Regions from separate parts of the Sus scrofa genome. Here region 2 is linked to region 1. The links are chromatin contacts, called in public Hi-C maps. All regions are on one chromosome and are shown on one strand. The core of a region is the stretch at or near the end of the contact, and the rest is flanking DNA. Distances in the headings are between cores, read along the strand shown.

The links. A called contact is a pair of places that touch in the nucleus more often than the background predicts.
Region 2: a contact with region 1 is called in a Hi-C map of omental adipose tissue, with 2.2 times the contacts expected there. The contact joins two enhancer-like sites. A contact is called at or near these places in 3 of 5 promoter capture datasets (fetal liver, fetal skeletal muscle and liver), 24 of 47 Hi-C or Micro-C datasets (adipose tissue, alveolar macrophages, brain and 13 more) and 2 of 2 datasets of contacts at active chromatin or transcription factors (alveolar macrophages and skeletal muscle).

Annotation. Positions count from the first base shown.
Region 1 is chr10:23,899,708-23,903,600 of Sscrofa11.1, reverse strand. All of the region lies in intron 1 of NAV1 (neuron navigator 1), which reads right to left. Among named protein-coding and RNA genes, the nearest start is that of NAV1, 16 kb to the right of the region's middle. Within about 2 kb of position 2,565, at least 5 of the 83 cell types and tissues checked have an H3K27ac peak or open chromatin away from gene starts, as enhancers often do. A contact at or near this core is called in omental adipose tissue, where this site is marked.
Region 2 is chr10:24,014,213-24,018,325 of Sscrofa11.1, reverse strand. It overlaps NAV1 (neuron navigator 1), which reads right to left. Exons shown (of 31, transcript XM_021064517.1): 5 at 3,925-4,027; 6 at 1-44. Among named protein-coding and RNA genes, the nearest start is that of IPO9, 94 kb to the left of the region's middle. Within about 2 kb of position 2,710, at least 32 of the 83 cell types and tissues checked have an H3K27ac peak or open chromatin away from gene starts, as enhancers often do. A contact at or near this core is called in omental adipose tissue, where this site is marked.

The sequences.
Region 1 (3,893 bases), core at 1,316-3,815:
GAGCCCCTCTGCCCCCTGCACAGAGGGAGCCCGCAGAGCTGCTGTGGCAGCAGGTCTAGATTGTGGAGAATTTGCAGGATGGTGACTTGGCCCCTGAAGGACAGAAAGTCCCTGCCCCGCTCAGGGCCTGCCATGGGGCCAGAACCCAGGGCTCAGCGCCCTGTGCCCCATTCTGGGTGTGTCCTTTCCCGGGCAGGGTCGCTGGCTCATGCCTGCTGGTCACTGGCTCAGGATGGCCCAGGCTAAGTGGACAGTGGGTAGGGGAGCCCCCGCCCATCCGCACTGGACCAGGGTCCTGGCCGGGCAGGGGCTGTGCTGACAGGGGTTGGGGCTGGTCCTGCAAAGGCCCTCAGAAGCGAAAGGGGAGGAGATTCAGAAGAAGGAGCCCTCTGGCCTTTGTCCTAGCAACAGCATGGCAGCCTACTCCACGCCCGGTCCCCCAAGATTCCTGAAGGGCTTTACACCCTGAAAATAAAGCCTACTCAGGAGACAGCTGCCTGGTGGGAGGGTGAGGAGTGGTGGGCAGGACAGAGTCAGGAGGAAGAGGTGTGTGGATGCCGCCCAGCTAACCAGGGGTCCAGCCCTGCTCCCCTTGAGCCACTGGACCTCTCAGGCTGACCACCTGCCTGGCTGTCCCTGGGGCGCAGGGCCCCCAGCTCCAGAACCTCCCCCAGCCTGGAGAGGAGGGGATGGCGGGGGGTTGCCTCCCCAGCTGACAGTGCAGAGCTGTGGCTGCCGGCACAGCCAAGGGCGTGGGGACCTGGCTTCTGCTGGGCAACTGCGCCCCCTGGTGGCAGTGATGGGAGGTGCGGGCCCTGCAGACATGGGCGAACACCATCCTTTCTCCCAGAACCCGCCACCCGCATTCACTGGGCACCCGCTGGGGGGCGGCACTGGCCCTGCCCAGGGTAGGAGCGGAGAGACAGGTGCCACTGTGTTCCTGAGGGCTTCCATGCGGAACCCACCAGGAGGGAAGTGACAGGCCCAGCAAACCTGCTGCCTCTGTGCATTGTCTGCCCCAAAGCCTTGCTCCCAGCCCCTCTTCTCTGCTCCAGGGATCTCACCGCCCAGCCCTCCCGGGGGGCAAGGCAGCCCTCAGGGGCTGGCTCTCAGCGCCCAGGGCCAGCCTCTCCAGCTGGACCGGGAGCTCCCTGAGGCCGGAGGCAGTGGGTAGAGGGCGACATTGACCGAGAACTCGTTTCCCCCCGGCTTGCAGAAGCCTGCCGCAGGAAGAGCCCAGCTACGGATGGAATCGTGCTCCAGAGGCCAGGCCTGACCAAGAGCTGCCCCTTCCCAGGACTGGAAGTCGGGCCCAGGGCATGTCGCCGGGGATCTGGTCCATCCTCAATCCCATCCAACGGGCGGGTTACAATGGTCCCCACTTTACAGGTGAAGGTGCCACGGGGACACGTTTGCACCAACTCTGTCACCTGAAAGTGGTGGGAGTGCAGAGACCCAGCTGTCCCATCTCCTTCTCCCCCTGTTCGGGGATGGGGGCCTCCCTCCTGCCCTCCCCCAGGGCCCCATGCCCACCCGGCCTCCAGGGAGGCCTTTCACCCTCTTCCAGCAAAGCCCAGACCCCGAACGCAGCCAGACAGACTCAGTGCCCTATTCCTCCTCATTCCTCCTGCGAGACCAGACGTGCTGGACGGCGGTCTACGACCTTACAGAAGGTAACTGGGTCTGGCCAGCAACTCCTGGGCTTCTCCCTCTCCCTCGCTCTTTCCAGGCCCAGTGGCGCAGGCACAGTGGTCCTTACCTTACCCACCTGCAAACCGGGAGAATGAAGAAGTGCCCAGCATTTGGCCACCAGCAGAGAAGCCTGGGCCATTTCTGACCTGGTTCTCCCTGGGCTGGCCCAGGGGGCCACTTGCAGGTGACCGTCCTGACATCGATCCCTGATGGGGCCCCTACGCTGTAGCTCACATGTCCGGGAGCCAAGCATCAGGATGGGTCTGACCACCTGTGCTGAGGGACATAGGACAAGCAAGGAGCCCAGCCGTGGTCTCTTCCCAGACCAGCAAGGGGAGCGCGGAAGCTGAGCTTTGCCAGACTCCTCAGGCTCCAGGATCACAACCCACCCCGTTGAGTGACTGGGGTGCATGGGGGGCATTTCAGCATCACTGCTGGTGGCCTGGGAGTGCAGAGGCAGCTCTGCCTGGTGCGCTGATGGCCTCCCCTCAGCTTCTAACAGAAGGGACTGCCCACGGCTCCCAGGTCCCAGGTGGACTCGCCATTGTCCCCTACTGCAGCATCCGAGCTTTTGCCTGGTCTTCTGCCACACCAGGGACCGTGGCAGACAAGCCTGCTTCTCTGGGGACAGTGATGACTTTCTAGGGCTCTTTAAGGGGATGACTCTTAGACCCGAACACATCTTCAACACAGGAGACGGGGACAGGGCTCTCGGCCAGCAAGGAGGGGTCCGTTCTCCAGAGGGCGTTCCCAGGAGGGGCCCAATAGAGACAAGGGCTGCCCTGAGACGCCCCTCAGTCAACAAAGTCTGGGCAGAACAGAGGTGAAGAGGCGGGGGGTTCTCGCCTCTGCCTGGAATGCTGCCTCCTCCCTTCACACCCGCGCTGTCTGACTCGGTCCTGGTCCTGGGAGCCAACGGCACTTGCTTCCTGGCGTTGAGATTCTTTCCTCTCCCCCCACTGCCCTGAGCCGCCTCTTATTACAACCGGGCTGTCTCGCTGGCTTGCTTGCTGGACTGTCTTTTGGAACTAAGCCTAGAGTGCTTGCCCCGGCCCAGCACCGTCCCAGCTGTGGCCGATGTTTGTTGAATGAATATGTGATCCTGAGCCAGTGAACGTGGCACTTTCAATCCCTCACTCAACCTGGAATGGCATCTCCCGGCCCAAACGCCTCCTGGGCCTTTTCCACCGGCTATTCTCATAAATGCAGCCCCCAGGCAGAGCCACTTGCCAGCCCTCTGAGCTGGCCCTAAGCGACACACAGAACCCTGTCCCAGCTGCCTTTGCAGGGCCCCTCCTCCAGCACCTGGGGTCTCATCTGCCCCCAATCCCCACTAGCCCCCCCTTTTCTGGCCTCTTTCGGAAACATCTTTTTCCTGCCCCTAGGCCGCAGTGTTTCCTGCACAGGAAGGGGGCCTTTGGTTGGAAAGAGTTATTTAAAGCCAGCCTCCCTCCTTCCAGGACTCACTGGATGAGGGCTGATGGCCCAGGGGGGCCACAGTCTGGGAACCAGAGGAGAAGGCTGAATACCAAACAAGGGGCGGGCACATGAGCATCCTCTGTTGCCACCCCCCCACTTCCCTGTAGCTGTCAGTGACCCCACAGCCCTTTCAAAACGTGTAGCCCTTCCAAGACTTAGAGGATCTGGAGAAGAACCTAGGAACCGAATTTGACAGGAAATGGAGACTCAGAGAGGGGAGGGACATTGAACAAGGGCCCATGTGACGCTAAAGTAGGTCCTCCGAGCAAAATCACCAGACGCCGGCCTGACAAATCACAGCTACAAGGACTTGGCGCGTGTGGTCTGTCCCATCTCACAAGGTAGGTGGTATGTTCGCGGCTGAGCTGTGTCATCGGGAAAAGAGTTGAGGTACTAACCCTCGCATCTCAGGAGGTGACCTTGCTGGGAAAGAGGGCTCCTCGGATGTAATTAGTTAACAGAGGTCACACCAGAGTACAGCTGGTCTCATAATCAGAGGGTCCTCAGCAGAAAGCGAAATCTGGATGCAGACACACACGGGAAGATGATGAGGATGCAGGGAGGTGGTGAAGATAACGGTGATGGTGATGATGGAAGTGATGGCGGTGGTGATGATGGCGGTGATGGTGATGATGATGGTGGTGATGGTGATGATGATGGTGGTGATGGTGATGATGGCGGTGATGGTGATGGTGATGGTGATGATGGCAGTGATGGCGGTG
Region 2 (4,113 bases), core at 1,461-3,960, 110 kb before region 1:
GGGGGTTGGCGTCGTCACTGTCGTAGCAGGTCATCTCCAGGGAGCTGGGCGGGCAGAAGCACACTGGTTAACCCCAGCCCTGCACCCACTGTGACCCCCGTCCTCAAACGGCCACCCGCTCTCACGCCCCCCACCTCTGTCCACGAGCCTGAGTTCCCTTTCCGTGTAGGTCACCCGGGATACGTCCGCTCAGGCTGTCAAAGGAAGATGATGGTTAGCACTAGGGAAGGAAACTGGTACACTGCAGGGGCACAGATTCTGTACTGTGACCCAGGTTTAAATCTTTTTCTACCTTTACTGGTCAGCAAGCCAGAAGAAAATCAGAAACCTCACTAAGCCTCCATCTCCTCATCTGTAAAATGGGGGCAAAAGCATTAACAGCTACTTGATCATACATAGAGTTGTAAGCACCACATGTGCAAGACCTAACACAGTGCCTGGTATACAGAAGGTGCTCAATAAATGGGAAGGGGCCAGTGAGAGCTGGGGGAGCCGCGGGAGTGTGAAGGGCCTTGATCATCTGTTTTGTTCAGGCCGTCTACCATCTCGTTTGTCAGTTCAGGGCTGGTTGCTTCCCTAACTGGATCGCAGTCAGCAGAGGGGCACAGAGCGCGAAGGTTAAGCTTTGGGAAATTGACTTTGTTTTTTTTGTCTTTTAGGGCCACACCCACAGCATATGGAGGTTCCCAGGCTAGGGGTCCAGTGGTAACTGTAGCTGCCAGCCTACGCCACTGCTACAACAAGGGATCCAAGCCATGTCTGCAACCTACATGCCAACTCACGGCAATGCGAGATCCTTTACCCACTGAGCAAGGCCAGGGATCAAACCCGCATCCTCATGGACACTAGTCGGGTTCGCTAACCCCTAAGCCACAAGGGGAACTCCAGCTTTGGGAACTTGATGAGATGTGCGGCAGGTATCCTAAGCCTAGTGCCAGCCAAGGCAGGGGCATCAGAAGAAGCAGCAGGACCTCGGCAGAGGACAGAGCAGCCTTGAGTGGACAGAGGAGAAGTCATGGGGAAATGGCCATTGGAGCCCCAAGCCTCAGGCCCTACTGGGCCAGGGCAGGGAGGCAGCTTAGTGCTGGACAGCCAGAGTCCAGGGGTCCGGGCCTCTAGAGCGAGGTGTCCTTTGTTCCCCAGGGCCACAGGGGCTGCAGAGGAGAAAGCAGAGTGGGGTCTACTTGGACAGGCCACTCAGAACCCCACAATCCCACCCAGCCCAAATCAACCATAGGGAGGGTCTCAGTGGCTGGGCCTGAATAAAGCCAGACGGAGCTGATTCTCGACATGGGATCTGGGGGCCAAGAAAGCTGGGCACGGGGGTGTGGGGGGGAGGCAACATGTGTTACGCAAAGCACTGGAACCTTAACTCTGCGAAGACATCCATTTTTAGTCACTCTAGGGGGTCAGATGGGTCTGGGACACTGCTTTTTCTATTCCTGTTTTTGTAAAGTTCCTTAAAGGGCCCCAAATCCTCCAAAACTGTCTCTACCAATGGTGAGAAAATGGTTTTTCTCCTCCAGCTTCTCCCCTTGGGCCATTCTGTCTGTCCCTTGTGTCACACCCTGTTCTGCTTACTGCAGCCCTGGGAGAGGATGGAGGTTCCCTGAAGGCGAGCCCCTGGTCCTGCGTGGTGGCCTGTGTCACACCCCCCTCCCCCGTATCGAAGTCTGCACAGTGCCAGGTGGGTACCTGGTGCTCAAGCCACAGGGGTGGGGCAGGCCCTTGCCTCGCCCACTGGTCCTGGCAGGCAGCCTGTTCAGCGTTCTGCCCTATAGGTACCACTCCAGCTCGCTGCCTGTCTTTATTCCCAGCTGCACCTCTAGACCCCTTTGAGTAGGCAAAGGACATTCTAGCCCAAACTTGGGTCCTGGATTCAGCCCTTCCACCTTGCAACTCTCTGGGGAGGACACTGTTGGGGTAGAGGGCATGATGCAGTGGCAGGGGGATTCCGTTTCCTCTCCCGCCCCAGCCCGCTAGCCCAGCCTCTCTCCTTGCTGGGGGAACCAGTCAGAGAAACAGAGGAAGCAGGGCTGGAGGTAAGGTTTCCAAAAAGGAACTGAATCTAGGCTCAGCCTGTGAGCTCCAGCGTGGCAGTAGCCTTACTGGACCACAGGCTCCTCCGGGATGGAGGCTGGGTTTGTCCAGCACGGCGCCTGTGCACAGCCGGCTGGGCTCTAAGCTCGCTGGATGCAGAAGCCACCCCGATTGGTCTGTGTGACTCCAGCATGTGACCCCTTCCCCCGGCCTCCCACGGCTCTTTCTCCGACTCAGGGGATGTGTACACATCCTGTCCACTCCTCCCAGGGCAGAAGGAAGGGCCGACTGATAGAAAGCACACTTTCATCAATAAATGAGCCATACAAACTAAGGGAGTCATTGTTCTGGCTACCAAAGTGTGGACCAGGAGTAATCTAAACCAAAGGCCAAGAGAGGAAGTGGCCCTGGGTCCAGAGTAAACAGAAAAACCAGCTTCAGGGCTCTGGGTTCCTCCCATAAGGGGAGAGAGAAGCCAGAGGCCAGAGGCGCTCCCTGCAAGCCAGTCAACCTCAAGCAAACGGCTTCTGGCCTCCGTCTTCCCACTCCGCCCCGGCCAAGCAGAAAGCAGAGTCTGCCTGAGGTCAGGCTGCCTTAACGTGGGAGGCTGGGGGCTGGGAGGCAGGGGAACAGGAGGCCAGGCTGCTGCTTCTGTTCTTGCCCGTGGGTGAGTCACTTTGGGCGTGGCCCTCACAGGAACCAAGCACTTGGTACCTTCTTGGCACGGGGCTGGTGGGTGAGCTGGTGCTGAGCCCTGTTCCAACGCCTTCCCTGGCTGGGGGAGGAGGACGTTCAAGATTTGATCTGCTGTGACCCTGAAATGGTGAGCCAGGCCGAGCCAGACCTCTGTCCCACTTGGATTCCCACTCAGGGCTGTGAAGGATGGAGAAATGAAGGCGAGGCGACGTGGGGGTGGAGGAGCCCCTGAGGCCTGATTTCAGCTCTGCTTCATAACCATCCCTCCCACCCCCCGCCACCTCCACAAGGAGAGGAGGGCTGAGAGGTGATGAGCTCTCTGTCACTGGAGGTATGCAACTTTAGTCTGGACTTCACTTGGCCACACACTTGGGCTATGAAAAGCCCTTTCCCCTTGCCCCTGTATCCCAACTTTGTTCTCATTTTCCAACCCCAGGAGGCGGGGAGGAACCGACTTCCAGTCCAGCTGGAGAGGCTGCCTGTCCCCCTCTCTCAGCCTTCCTGCTCTACGCCCCCCAGGATTTCTCAATCCTGGCGGTTTGCTCCCCTCCACCCCCAGGGTGTAGCCCAGCCTTCCGTCCCCCTTGGAGCTGACAGCATGAGCTCATCCGGGCAGCCCGAGGAGCCAGTGGGGAAACTTTGAGTCACGCAGAGCCTGCGGCCAGGATGCCGGTGTAGGAGAGGTGCCATGGGAGGGCTGAGCACCCCGCCCGGCGGCCAGAGCCCAGGTGCCTCGAGGAGCAGGTGGAGGGGCGTCCACGTGGCGTGGAATGCAGGCCACTGTGTGGCCACCGGCTGAAGGGGCAAGAACGACCCTGGGTGTCGGGAAGGGCACAGTAGAGGCTTCAGAAGCGGAAGAGGAAGGGAGGGAACAGCTCCTGGCGATGGTGAGGCAAAGCAGCGGGGAGGGCGTGGATGGGCACACCCTGAGCCCTGCGGTGGCTTCTGCTGCCCATCCCACTTCCAATGATGCTCCAACCTAATTACACAGAATCTAATTCTCAAGCAGAAGCAGACACCAGGCAAGGCCATGCTGCCCCTGCCGACGTGTGGATGTGGCGGGAGCCCCCACCCGGAGCTCTGCCTCCACGGTGAGTGTCTGTGCATGGCTGCCAACCTCGAATGCCTGGGCCAAGGTCATGGGCCCTGCTCTCCACAATGGAGGGAAAGGGGGCAGCTCGCTCTCACCTGTGAGTCACCTGGGACCCTCGCAGGCTGGACATGGTCTCTTCCAAGTTCTGTCGGAGATCCAGAACATTCTGCACTGTCCTCTTCCTCTGGGACTCTGGGTCTAGGGGGAGAAGAGGAGGAGCTGGATGAGGTAGGTGCAGGGCGACCGCATCCCCAGGAGGTGAGGGGCCGGGAGGTGCAGGGCGA